2 separate regions of the Mus musculus genome follow, and region 1 is linked to region 2. A link is a contact called in public promoter capture Hi-C data. All regions are on one chromosome and are shown on one strand. Each heading gives the region's core, a stretch centred on a gene start, on an enhancer-like site or on the middle of the called end of the contact. The rest is flanking DNA. Distances are from core to core; before and after follow the strand shown.

What was found. Promoter capture Hi-C pulls out the DNA fragments that hold promoters and counts their contacts.
Region 1: a promoter capture Hi-C map of second pharyngeal arch cranial neural crest shows a contact between it and region 2, with 2.5 times the contacts expected there. The contact joins the enhancer-like site here to the promoter of Ski in region 2. A contact is called at or near these places in 1 of 39 promoter capture datasets (second pharyngeal arch cranial neural crest), 1 of 484 Hi-C or Micro-C datasets (the HL-1 cell line) and 2 of 115 datasets of contacts at active chromatin or transcription factors (the SCID.adh cell line and embryonic stem cells).

Annotation. Positions count from the first base shown.
Region 1 is chr4:155,280,942-155,287,531 of GRCm38.p6, reverse strand. Prkcz (protein kinase C, zeta) reads left to right here. Exons shown (of 18, transcript NM_008860.3): 10 at 655-752. Among named protein-coding and RNA genes, the nearest start is that of Faap20, 34 kb to the right of the region's middle. Within about 2 kb of position 4,186, at least 105 of the 459 cell types and tissues checked have an H3K27ac peak or open chromatin away from gene starts, as enhancers often do. A contact at or near this core is called in the HL-1 cell line, the SCID.adh cell line and second pharyngeal arch cranial neural crest, where this site is marked.
Region 2 is chr4:155,218,299-155,225,079 of GRCm38.p6, reverse strand. Ski (ski sarcoma viral oncogene homolog (avian)) reads left to right here and starts at 2,545. Exons shown (of 7, transcript NM_011385.2): 1 at 2,545-3,528. The coding sequence starts at 2,560.

The DNA of each region.
Region 1 (6,590 bases), core at 2,937-5,436, 61 kb before region 2:
GGAGCCAAGCTGAGGTCTCTTGACTTAGCAGCGTCCCACTGAGCTACCGAACACTTGGGAGAGTTGGGGGAGATGGCCCTGTGGTAGCAGCTGATCTCTGGCTGTAACTGGCTTATCTGCAGACTCAGCGCTCAGTGGCTCTGGGCCTTCGGGAATCCACTCAGCCCTCTACCCCTTGTATCCAAACTGAATTCGATGCAGCCTTCCCAGGACTCTCATGGGGAGCATGAAGCAGTGTATGGAGAGCGAACCCTGAAAGTGTCTTGGGGCAGGGAGGGTGATGGAGGTGATGTCGGAGATAGTGATGATGGTGTTCACGATAGAAGCAGGGGTGGATTGTGATGTGGGGGTGGATGGTGATGGTGTTCCGTGTGGTTTGTTTTCTGGCTGAGGCAGGATCATTCTGTGGCAGACTACAGGCTTCCTGGGAACTTATTGTATTGCCCACCATCTTAGCTTCCTCTGGGCAGGGATCTACAGGCGTAAGCCACCACACCTGACTGTGATGCGTTTCTTGATAGGTGCTTTCTTACCCTCTCCAAATTGTCTTCTCAAACAAGAGAAGAAAGGCTTTCGTGTCTTGGCCCTGCCTTCCCCAGTGCAGCCTGAGCCGTGCTCGGGGGCCTCAGCAGTGCTACCTGGTCTCTCTTGCAGGATATCGACTGGGTGCAGACAGAGAAACATGTGTTTGAGCAGGCGTCCAGCAACCCCTTCCTGGTTGGCTTACACTCCTGCTTCCAGACAACGAGCCGGTAAGAAAGAAAGTGTTTCCGTATGTTCTGCTGGTTTCTGATAGCCCCCCGGAAGCCAAGCTAGACCAAAGTTCCAGCTGTCCCCCACAAGCCTTCTCCAGCTGCAAGTGTTGGGTTTTAGACTTGTCTCGTGGCTCCCATTGGTTGGGGTCATATGCAGTAGACTTCACACATCTGAATTTATGTGATGCCATTCGTGGGACCAAAGGTAGGCCCTAGGTCCAATGCCAGAGCAAGCATGGGTATCCTATGCTGCCGCTTACTGAGCAGAGACATAAGTTAATGAGCACTAAGGTTGTCACCTCTAAACTTTATTATATATGTTGAAATTCTGCTGCTTTAAAAATGTCTGAAATCTAGTGGCCTAAGATCACAGCAGTACACTGTTAAGGATATGGGGACCAGTTGACTTGAACTAACTAACTAACTAACTAACTAACTAACTAACATGTTTATCCACCATATCTCTGCAACCATTCTGCACTTAGTAGGTACTGACCTACTAAGCAGCTACTGAGCAGGACTCGTGGGGGAGGGAAGCTTAGCACTCCCCTGCTTAAAGCAATAGCTTGTACCAAAAAGATAAATAAAAACTGGCAAAACTGAGCCAGGTGTGGTCACACACTCCTGCAATCCCAATACTCCGAAGACCGAGGCAGGAGGATCCTGAGTTCGAGGCCAGCCTGGGGCTACATAAGAAGAGCCTATCAAAAACCAAACTGAGCCTGGCAGTGGCGGTGCACGCCTTTTATCCCAGCATTTGGGAGGCAGAGGCAGGTGGATTTCTGAGTTTGAGGCCAGCCAGGTCTACAGAGTGAGTTCCAGGACAGCCAGGGCTACACAAAGAAACCCTGTCTTGAAAACAAAACAAAACAAAAAAAAACAAAACAAAACAAAACAACAACAACAACAACAAAAAACTGGGTGAAGGGAAAATGGTGCTTGCAAATTCTAGACGTTTGACACAGATCTCAGAGCCCTGTCCTCAGTCCTCCAACAATGAACTTGACAGCTCAGCATTTACCGACCAGGCTGCTTATGAAAGCCAAAAGTCCCGATCTAGAAGTACTCGGCAACCAGTCCCCAACAGTGCTTTATGGAGGCCACAGCATCCCGTAGTCTGTAACTTATGACTTAAAGACCAGGGAAGCCAGCTCTGTAGTTCCAGCTTGAGACCCAGGAACAAGAGCAACTTCTCTGCCCCTCAGCCCCCTGCAGATGATGGTCACTGCTCTCCTACCACCCCTGCCTTGGGAAGGGCCTGAGCTTTGTGCATTCTGTGTTTCCACATGTGACCCCCAGAAGCAGCATCCTCAGAAATACACTCCCAGATTCCACTTAGCCAGGTGAACCACGTTGTTAACATAAGATCGTAAGCTGTGAGTGCAGCCTGGTACAGGGAGCCATGCTGTCTGCACAGGGAACATTTCACAGGGCACCTTTTATGGGTCCCCAGCTTTGTCCTTTGGTGAGATCCTGTCCCTGCACAGGTCTCAGCTCACCTGGGCCAAACTTGCCTTTTCCCAAGCTGGTGACATTGCAGCCTCTAACTCCTGAATGTGTCACAGATTCTACTCTTTCTCCTGCCTGAAGCCTGGCCACGCTGCCTCCTTGGTGCGGAACTAAGCCATGCATAGGAAGCACTAGTCCGAGGTCTTTCTCCTGCTCAGTGGCAGCTCTGATTACACCGTGAGGAAATCCAAGCTTCCTATGCATGGGGAAGGGATATTGTACCCAGGCCCTGTCTTCAGTCTGTAAGCACCCCCTGCCCTTGCCTCATAGAGTCTTTTCTCCCCGTTCCTGCCCCTCCCCAGAGCCAGAGTCACCAAAAGGGCTCAGCAGTCAATGGTCCCCTTTGTGCATCCACATGGTCCTGTCTCTGCACTGCCCTGGCCCTGACCATATCTCCTGCCAGTAGGAACAAGCCTGAGGGAGGGAAGGCAGCCCAGCCTGGCCTTGGAGTTCCTGAAGGGTGAGATTGTAAAGAGCAGCCGTGCTCTGGTCAGCGTTTGCAGGGATGCTGCCGAAACAAGAGTCAGGTGTTCCAACCTCAGGTCACCCCGGTGCAGAAGCTGATGCTGGGACAGCCCACGTGCAGCAGCCTCGGCAGCCACTTCGAGGCTCAGTCCCAGGAGTAATGCCTGTCACATCTGGTTTCTTTTACTGGATCTGTCGCCGACACTGGCGTGGGTTAGTCAGGTTCTGCTTCCTCCCTTGGCTGCTTTAGCCTTCAGTAAATGTACATGCATGTCTCCCTTTCTGGTTGTGAGCTTCTCTCAAAGTAGGGTTTGCTGTGTGTGGTTTGTTTGGTTTTTTTGTTTGTTTGGTTGGTTGGTTGGTTTTTCGAGACAGGGTTTCTCTGTATAGTTCTGGCTGTCCTGGAACTCACTCTGTAGACCAGGCTGGCCTCGAACTCAGAAATCCGCCTGCCTCTGCCTCCCGAGTGCTGGGATTAAAGGCGTGCGCCGCCACGCCCGACTTGCTGTGTGTTTTTGAATCTCCAGTGACTGGGTAATGCCTGCCACTTAGTAAACCATGATGTTGAGAAGAAAACCTTAAGGTAAAAATCGCGTTTCCTGTACAAATATAAAGTGTGCACTTGTGAACTTCGTGATTTGTAGGGGAACCAGTAAAATGTAAAATGTTGCAGCCTGCCCTGGCATCCTGGCAGCTGAGATGTCAGTGGATCACCGTGGCTGGGAGCAGGGTTGGCAGTGTTCTTTCACTCAGCAGACCTAACTCGCTGGCTGTCGTCCGTGGATCCCCCTCACAGATTTGGGAAGTAACTCAGTGGCCACGAAACATCTCTAGAAATAAGTATCAGAAAAGAGCACAAGCCACACGGCCCCGAGTCCCCCAAGATGTCACTTGGGTCTGCCCTAAAGACTTCTGGCAGCAGTCTGGTCTAAGCCAGAGCCCACGCTTTCTGGCCATCTGTTCCTGCACTGTGCAAACACTTTATGCGTTTCCTCTGGGAACAAAACTGGAAAGTTCTGGAAGGTACTGTGGAATTAGCAGAAATGTACAGCAAGGACGTTTCATGGCTACCTACTCAGGAATGTGAGCGCACCCCCACTCCCGATGTGGGAAGCCTTGCTCCTGGTTGGTGCTGCCAATGACAGCCTTATGTGCTGCCCCCAAGAAAAGAGAAGCCAGCTCCTCTCTCAGTCAGAGACAGTCTCTGGCCTCGCACAGAGCAAGGCAAAGCGGCCACGAGCAGAAAATCTGGTGCCTGTAGTTGGGCACAGGATATGCCTGGATGCCTTACCTTGCCTGTCCTGCTACCTTAATAACCACAGGGTTTATAAAGACTTTCTCCCCGGAACTCTCCCTGGGTTCTTGCCGAGACCTCTGCCTGCCGGGACTGAATGAATGTCAGTGTGTTCTGCCTCCCAGTAGATCACACACGACAGGAAACCGAGGAAGCCCCAGGCAGGATGCTAGAGCTTGCTGGCAGCCTGAGTGGAATTCCAGCCAATAAAAGGCAATGGTTTCCACATGTGCCTGGAGATCATAAAAAGGCCGCTGTGGGGTGGGGGGGATGGTGGGGGGGGTGAGGGGGGGGAGGGGATAAGGATTTCTTTCCTCCCTTCCCAAATCCAGCATTGCCTGTCCTGGGGGAGGGACCCCACAGAATTCCTGCTCTCCACAGGCCAACCACCACTTCCACGGCATGTGTCACATGCTGCGAGACAGGGCACTTTAACACTAAGCCACACCCCACGTCTGCGCGGTCTTTTTCCAGACAGTAACCAGAATGAAAACTTCTACAAAAACCTCGAAAAACAGGGAAAACAGTTCAGCTTAAGCTGTTCCGGGGGAAAGGGCAACCTGAAATTTCTCCTGCCAAAATTCCTCCTTTTCACCCCCCTGGTGTGAGCCCCCCCAATTTAAGTGTGGCCTGGGGACAGGGATGCAGGCTGCTACTGAGATGTCAATAGACTTATCATGGGCAGAGCCTCAGATTCAATCCCTAACACCAGAGAGGAGGGGGGGGGGCAGAGTGGGGGAGAGAGGCAGGGAGACTTTAGTTAGCTTGGTCTGCTGTGGAGTTCTTTATTTATTTAGTTAGTTACTTAGTTATTACTATTGTGTGTGGGAGGAGGAGGTATGTTAGCCTGTCTGTTTCTTTCCTTCATCTGGGTTTTGGGGATCAAACTTGGGTCACCAGGCACTGTGCTCCTGCCAACACCCACACTTTCACCTTTTAAGGCAGGGCAAATCCCTCACTGTACGTCCTTGGAGGGGCGTCCATCGGCATCCTGACTTAGACGCTTGAGGAAACTTTAGACGCTTGCCTAAAGTAGCTTATGGATATTAGCTGTCACTTGATCCTTTGTGTGTTGTTGCTTATAATAGAGACCTGGAGAGGGAGAGAGCTTTTCCTCTCTGAGATCAGGACGTAATCCCCCTGGAACAGGCCACAGATCTGTCAGGAGTCCCAGAAGGCTGGCATCCAGACCAGGATGTGGGAGTGAAGAAGGTCCCTTGTGTTCACAGCTGGATAGCACACCAGAGCTGAGCAGCCACAGGAGCAGCAGGTGGTCTCTGAGAGAGACTTTGGCCTAAGAGAAAGGGAAAAGTCCCCTGATGCAAAGAGCCCACCTGGTCCTTCAAGAGCAAGCCAAGCACCCAATAACCACTAGACAGGGCTAGGCTGGATCTGGGAAGGGGAGCCATTGGGTGTGGTAGACATTGCAGGCCAGATCAGTGTGATGAGGACCAAGAAGGTGACTTACCATGAGCAGAGCGACCAGGTCCCGCCCTCAGAACCACTTCCCCATGCAATTTGGAGGGGCTGTGGCCTCAAGAGTTTCAGCAGGGCCCAAATTGCTGTAAACTTGGCAAGACTCTCTCAAGAGGCCCAGGGAGAGAGAGAGAGAGAAGATGACTCAGGCTGTCACTCACTGTGTCACGCTGGAGCCCAGAATGGAAAGAGCTGGTCTTGAGTGGCAGCTGCGGAGCTGAGCGTGGGAGCCATGTCAGCCATCATGCTGATAGGGTAACATCTCAACCCCCTGAAATGGTTGCCGAGCAGGCCCTGCAGCCTCTTACTGTAGAACACAGCTCCGGCCGCTAGGCAGGCCTGAGCCAGGGGTCAGAGCAGATTTATTTATTTATGTATGTGGGTACAACTGTCACTGTCTTCAGACACACCAGAAGAGGGCATCAGGTCCCATTACAGATGGTTGTGAGCCACAGTGTGGTTGCTGGGAATGAACTCAGGACCTCTGGAAGAGCAGTCAGTGCTCTTAATCACTGAGTCATCTCTCCAGCCCCCTCTCTGTGCCATCCTAAGAACACCGGATAGCTATCAGTGAGTCATCAGGGAGCCCTGGACAGCAAAGGGACCCTTGGGACCCTGGGACATAGTTTGTGTCCAATGAATGCTAACACAGGCGTTTCTCCCATTAGGACATGCCCTCCCCCATCTATGGGAGAGCTGTCTACTCCAGCTAGGAAGTGACTAGCCTGCTGCTCTTGGGAATGAGGTCAGGCCACACTCTCCACAGCCAAATCCTTGAGCCAGTGGCCTTGACTGACAGACCTAAAGGTGTTTGGCCCATCATGGATGGGTGTGAGATTGTAGAGCCAAACACCCTTCCTGCCTTGCCCTGGGGACAGTGCCTGGCTTCACAAGGATATGGGTCTCCTTTTGTTAGATTGACTCTCAGGATCAGCCCAAAAGTCAATTTCTTTCCCTGCCCCCTTCCTTTCTCTCCAAAGAGAGTGTTACTATGTAGCTGTTTCCAGAACTTTCTATTCTCTTGGCTCCACTGCTGAGTGCCAGGTTCATAGGCACATGTGTGCTACCATGGCTACCATTCAACTTAGTTT
Region 2 (6,781 bases), core at 1,296-3,795:
GGCAACCATTTACCTGATGAGCTATCCTGCCAATCCCTTACCAGTTGTCGCATGTATTGACAGAAGAGAGAGCTAAGAGTGGGAACTCCTCATTATGAATGAAGTCAGAAGAGTAAACTGGGAGCCCGAGTTGTGCTAACACGGAAGGATGATCCCCTGGGCACGGTGGGAACACAGGAGCGGACTTTTGTCTTCATACAGGGAACTATCTAGCTTCCAGACTTTGAATATCAAGGCCTGCCTTGAGGTAGGAGCAGCTGAGGCTTGCACAGAGATGCCTGGCCAGCTCCAAGGTAGGCACTGTGTCTGGGAGTGTTGGCTTGTGTCTGTTCTGGTCTTACCCAGGAGGTCAGAAACTTGTCAAAAGCTGAAGATAACTCAGGCCGCCCTGGGTATGGCCCTCTTACTTCACCAATCAGGAAAGGCCTGTGCCCAGGCCAGTTTGAGGCCCTGGGTCTTTGAGGGGGAAATTTCTCACTTCTTCACTTAAACTGTCCTTCAGGGTCTGGTTTTGAATCCTTGTGTCAGCCCTTTTGTTATATGTTAGCTACTTTGGGTGACACTCTGCAAGATTGCCTTACTTTGATCCCAATGTATAGCCAATATATGGAGGGCCAGTGTAGTCCTACTCAGGCCGTAACCTAGATACCTGCTATGCACATGGATACTTGGTTCCCAGTCCTGGAGGATGCAGGGTAAGGATCATAGCAGCTGCCAGCCTGAGAATCACAGAGATCTGCTGTCCAAGCTATTGGCTAATGGCTGGCTCAAGAAGGGCCAAAAGCTACTAGACGCAGCTTCTTCAATATAGGATTACGTTCCTAAGTTCCCACCTCACAGAACAGGGTCCAGTAGACAGATGTTGCTGGTACCTATATCACTGATGAGAGGCTGGGTCACAGTTCATGGGGTAGTCGGTGTTACCTGCCAGTGAGTGACACAGGGACTCTCCATAGCTGTACCTCCTCTGCATCCCTAGGTCATGCTGTGAGCTCTGCAATCCTGTGTTGTTCTTGAGTGTGGAGTTCTGTATATCACTACACATGGAAACCCAGAAGTACTTTGGGCAGTCCTGCTCTGAAGACCTTGAGTGGTTCTTTGTGCAGGCACATGGGTTTTTGAGCTATCTTCTCAACATAAGAGTAACCTGGCATGAGTGTTCTGTGGTGTCCTTTATGTCACCTGGAATGCGTGTTTGTGTTGCCCCTATCATATGGGGGTAGGAACTTCGGTTGTGTGGCGACCCTAGGGTGCTTTGAGACGTTCTTGTATCAGAACCCGAATGTTTTGTGGCATCCTTGCTATGAGGAAGGGAACCTGGGTTTTGTTTTGTGGTGTCCTTGTTATGAGTGTCTCGTGGAGCACGACGTCCAGCAGTGTGGGGAGTGAAGGTTACTTCACAGTGTCTACCTAGAACGGGAACCCCGGGATGTAGGGCGGCAGCGGCGCAGATCTACTGCGGACCGCCGCTCAGCTGGCCTGTGGTTGTGGCAGGGGCCTTGTGGGTTTCGGGGGCCCCAAGACCGTGGTGGCAGCAGGACCGGAGTCTTCCCAGCCGCGCAGGAAGCGGCCTCGGCCGGAAGGGGGGCCCCAGGCGCCTCCGCTGTGGCCGCCTCCAGTGGCCTCCACAAGGCGGGGCCGAGCGAGACCGAGTAGGGCCGAGCAGGGCCGAGCCGGTACCGAGTAGGGCCGAGCGGGGCCGAGCACTGCCGAGAGGGGCCGAGCTCCGGTACGGGGGAGCCGAGCGGAGTCGAGCTGTGGGCGGACAAAGCCGAGCTTGGCCGAGTCCGGTCCGGGCGTAGCCGAGCGCCACTGAGCCCGGGAGGGGGAGCGCGCGTTCTTGGAAGAGCCCGCCCGGAGCTGGTCACATTCCTGGCCCGCACTCCGGCTGAGGCGGACGCACGGCAACAAACAACGCGGGAGGCGGGGCTGGCGCGGGCGGGGCGGGGCGGTACGGGGCGGGGCGGCGCGCGGCGGCGTGAGCTCAGCTCCCGGCGCTCAGTCCGAGCCGGAGCGAGCCGCCGGAAAGATGTGCGCCCAGTGCGCAGAGCCCCGCGCCGCCGCGGCGCTCTGAGGCCGCGGGCCAGAGGCGCCTCCGCCGTCCCGGGAGCCGCGCGCGCGGGCCAGCGGGCGGCCGGGAGCCGGCAGGCGGCCGCGCGGGCGGGCAGGCCGCCAGGGGCCGGCGGCGGGCGCGACGCGGCCGGTCAGCACCGCCGGGACGAGCCGAGCGGGCGCCGCGCGGTGGGAGGAGCGGGGCAGCGGCGGCGCGCCGCGCGCGCGGGGGGCCCGGGCGGCGGCGGGCGCGGCGCGGGGCGCGTGGATGTGGCGCCGGGCCCGGGCGGCGGCGGGCTCCAGCGGCGGGACCCCTTCGCCCCGCCCGCCTTCGCCTTCGCGCCCCCGGGCGAGGCCGAGGCCGGGGCCGTGATCGGCCGTGAACCGGCGACGGGGGGCGGTCGTGGCCGCGGTCGCGGGCGGCGGCGGGGTGCGCGGGGCGGCGGCGGAGGCCGTGGGGGCCCGGGCGCACGGGAGCGGGAGCGGCCGGGGGAGCCCGATCGCACCATGGAAGCTGCAGCGGCCGGCCGGGGCGGCTTCCAGCCGCACCCGGGGCTGCAGAAGACGCTGGAGCAGTTCCACCTGAGCTCCATGAGCTCGCTGGGCGGCCCGGCCGCTTTCTCGGCGCGCTGGGCGCAGGAGGCCTACAAGAAGGAGAGCGCCAAGGAGGCGGGTGCGGCCACAGTGCCGGCGCCGGTGCCCACTGCCGCGGAGCCGCCGCCCGTGCTGCACCTGCCTGCCATCCAGCCGCCGCCGCCCGTGCTTCCCGGGCCCTTCTTCATGCCGTCGGACCGCTCCACCGAGCGCTGTGAGACCGTGCTGGAAGGGGAGACCATCTCTTGTTTCGTGGTGGGAGGTGAGAAGCGTCTGTGCCTGCCGCAGATCCTCAACTCGGTGCTGCGCGACTTCTCACTGCAGCAGATCAACTCCGTGTGCGATGAGCTGCACATCTACTGCTCGCGCTGCACCGCCGACCAGCTGGAGATCCTCAAAGTCATGGGCATCCTGCCCTTCTCCGCGCCCTCCTGCGGGCTCATCACTAAGACGGACGCCGAGCGCCTGTGCAACGCGCTGCTCTACGGCGGCGCCTACCCGCCGCCTTGCAAGAAGGAGTTGGCGGCCAGCCTGGCGCTGGGCCTGGAGCTCAGCGAACGCAGCGTCCGCGTGTACCACGAGTGCTTCGGCAAGTGCAAAGGGCTGCTGGTGCCCGAGCTGTACAGCAGTCCCAGCGCTGCCTGCATCCAGTGCCTCGACTGCCGCCTCATGTACCCGCCGCACAAGTTCGTTGTACACTCGCACAAGGCCCTGGAGAACCGGACCTGCCACTGGGGCTTCGACTCAGCCAACTGGCGGGCCTACATCCTGCTGAGCCAGGACTACACGGGCAAGGAGGAGCAGGCCCGCCTTGGCCGCTGCCTGGACGACGTGAAGGAGAAGTTCGACTATGCCAACAAGTACAAGCGGAGGGTGCCCCGGGTAAGTGTCCCCGGGTCTTGGGGGTTGGCAAACTATGCTCAAGGTGGGTGGGTGGGGTCCTTCTGCTCTGGGTCCTCTGGGTTCAAAAGGTTGGGGCTCGTGGTTCGACCTTATCAGGCCTTGGGTTGATTTGATTTTAGAAAAGTAGGGGGCTTGTCGGTCTCTTGTGGGTAAGGCCATCTTCGTGTTGTCTGAGCGCTGCTCTTATGGAGTAGAGTAAACGGGAGAGCCCTCTCGGGGCTCATAGCCCTTGACCATTCAGGCTAAGCTCTGAAGGTCTGAGAAAGTGGCAACTTCAAGCTCTGGGAGGTTAGAGTGCCTGGACCTAGGCTGTGACTTTCTGGCCCATATCACCATGGGACCTTGACAGAGTTGTCCATATGAGAATGAAGCTTGCCCCTTTCTCTCTTGTGGCTGGGATGCTTTCTTGCCTGTGGTCCTCAGCTGAGTATCCATGCATGTTTACTGCCTCTCCTGTTTTTCCTTTAAATACTGGGGCACAGACAGCTAAAGTGAAGCTAGCTAGCTGTCTTGGCAGAGACTTGGCACTTGCAGCCCCTGGTGTCTCCTGTTTGTGCACGTCGAAGGCCACTTTGGCGTGGTCAGCGGCCTGCCGGAGTTGCTGATGGTCTGCAGTTTCTTTGGTCTCACCCATTTCCTTATGTTGCTCTTGTGCTTGGTTGTGGAGGCCCGTCAGCCCAGGCTGTGTTGTATGTGAGTCAAAGAAAGCTTTGTGAGATCTGCTTGGGCATTTCCTGGGCCACTTGGTACCTAAATCATTCACTGGAGTCCACAGGAAGTTTCTTTGCATATGCATCCTAAGTATGTTTAACTTTTAAATATCCAGGCTTATTAAATTGCACACACAGAATGCTGCATTGGCTCAGCTATTCTTGGGAGACCTAATTAATTCAAGCTATTGCATCAAACTTTTTTTTTTTTTTTTTCTAAATCTGTGAATAGATGCTGCAGCCCGGTTTTCTCTGGGCGCCCCTCCAGCAGCGTGTCAGAGTTGTGGGGGGAGGGGCTCTGAAGAAGGATGGTCGCCTCATTCTCTGGGGGCTGTGGAGTGTACATATGCTGTGTGTTCTTTGGCACTTTCGCCACAGCCGGGGCAGTGCACTGGGTGGGAGATGTTGCAGGCAGGTCTTCTCAGATGGACCTGGCTGTAGGGTCCCACCAGCGGAGACCTGTCTGTCTGGGGTGGTTGCACCCTTGTGTGGCTACTGTAGAGATGTGGTACTGGAGAGGCTGTGCCTCTGGGACACTTTCACGCCTCTTATCTTGGGAGCAGGCAGAGAGTCTTGTCTGAGTTGGGTGTGTCTGTGTTTGTGTTTGTCTGGTCCTGAGTGTTTGTGGTCTTTCTGTCTAGGCTTAGAGGACCAGCATGGTCCCTTTGTCCCAGCCACTGCTGAGTAGAAGACTCCTGTCTTCTCTTACAAGTCCTGTGGTGCTGGGTATGAGATTCTTGGGCTCAGGGGATTTGGTTCAGATGCCCGTGCCAGTACTGTGGGGTTAGAAGGCAGGACGGTGTGCTGAGCCATGGTCATGTGCTTGGGTCATTTCCTCCATGGTTTGTGTCTAGCTGCTCTTCTCTGTTGGCCACCCTGGGAGTGCTCTGACACCTCATTTGTTGAGTGAAGAGAAGTTTCTCAGGTGCTCTGTATCTCCAGCTCCTCTCAGGCAAGTGGTGGCTTCAGCTTGGGCTCTAGAGTTTGACCAGCTTCCGATTGTTTACTGACAAGGCACTGGTAGACTCCTCTTTCATCTTTGTAAGGTGCTCCCAGCTCTGCCATCCGTGTTGCTGCTCCCTTGACTCTGTGGGTCTGAAGTTGGGGGTTCAGGCTGGACCCGTCCTCTTCAGGACAGCCATATGTTTATCTCTGTGAACCATAGGTAACACCCAGGAAGGGGAGGTCAGTCTGGGTGCAGACCCATGGCTGCCCAGACTTCTCTTGTCCTGAGGAGTGGCCTGAGTGCCCGCTCTTGTTCACTGAACGTTGTCAGGATCCCCTTACTTCCTGCATAGCTTATGTTAACATTTGTGATCTACTGAGGAGAGCACAGAGTATGCTGGGACTGCAGGCCATGCAGCTCTTGGCGGGCCCGTGGGCTGTCTTGAACTAGGGGTGAGCTGAGTGCTTCGTGGAGAGGGGTGGGTTCTTGAACTGGTGGTAGGAAGGTGCGGAGGGCAGTGGGTTTCCTGAGTCCTTGATGCTCTCATGACACTTGGCTGCTCTGCTCTGTGGCAGCCTGCCTGGGGCGGCTTCTCTTTGACTGAGGTAGGGTCTGTTGGGATCGGGTGGGGTTGGCCTGGTGGAGGTGGAATTGTGGTTCCTGTGGTCAGTTGAGTGTGTACAGGGGTGTGGGCTGCTGTCCCCCAGGCTTCGGCATGGGCTATGATAGGTGGTCTTCTGCAATACCCTCCTGATGTCACGGGGAAACAGGAAATGTCCACTTCTGCTGGCAAAGCTTTGAAGAAAATGCCGGCTACTTGGGTGCTCAGTGAGCCGGTCCAGTCCCGCTGTGGGATCAACATTCTCACTCTCTTCCTCACTCACCGGCTATGTGAGCTTGAGCAAGTTGCTTAACCCCCTCCTCTGTGCCTCGATTTTCTGAAGCAGGTTAGGACTAATGCTTTGTTGAGCCTGTCTTGATACTGTTTTTCGTTGGGTGGTGGGGCAGGGCACAGATGGAAGGGGGCGCCTCAGAACCTTCCCTTCCATCCAGTAGCTTCCTGGACAGTTCTCTCTTACTCTTGGCTTGCTTGGTAGCTGTTGGGCTTCCCACAGAGTCAGGGTATCTGCATAAAAAGGAAAATGGGCAGTGGCCCTTTGAGCTGCCTGCCACTCTGTGTACCTGTGGGACTTGGCTGATGTCCCACAGGAAGATTGGTAGTTACTAGCAGCTGTCTTTTCAGGCCAGCCACCGAAGTCTCCTTCCGGTCTCCTCCTGGCTAGAACAGGATCCTCCCTGTGGGTCTGAGAAGTGGGCTTTGGTGTGGAGTGACTTGGGTTGTTGTAGGTTACGGCATCTCTGTTCTGAAGCCTGGATTCTCGGGACTTTGTTCTGGCACCTGACACCACTTAATGTAGACTTGTCGGGGTTCCTCAGAGTGGGACAGCAGGACTGACGGCACGGTTCTTAGTTCCACACCTAGTCAGATGGTCAGCTTTTAGGGAGCACTGAGCCCTGGGTGTGTTTAGGACATGGCTGTGGCTGTAGGGTGCAGAGCTGGTGTGGTGTGCTAGGT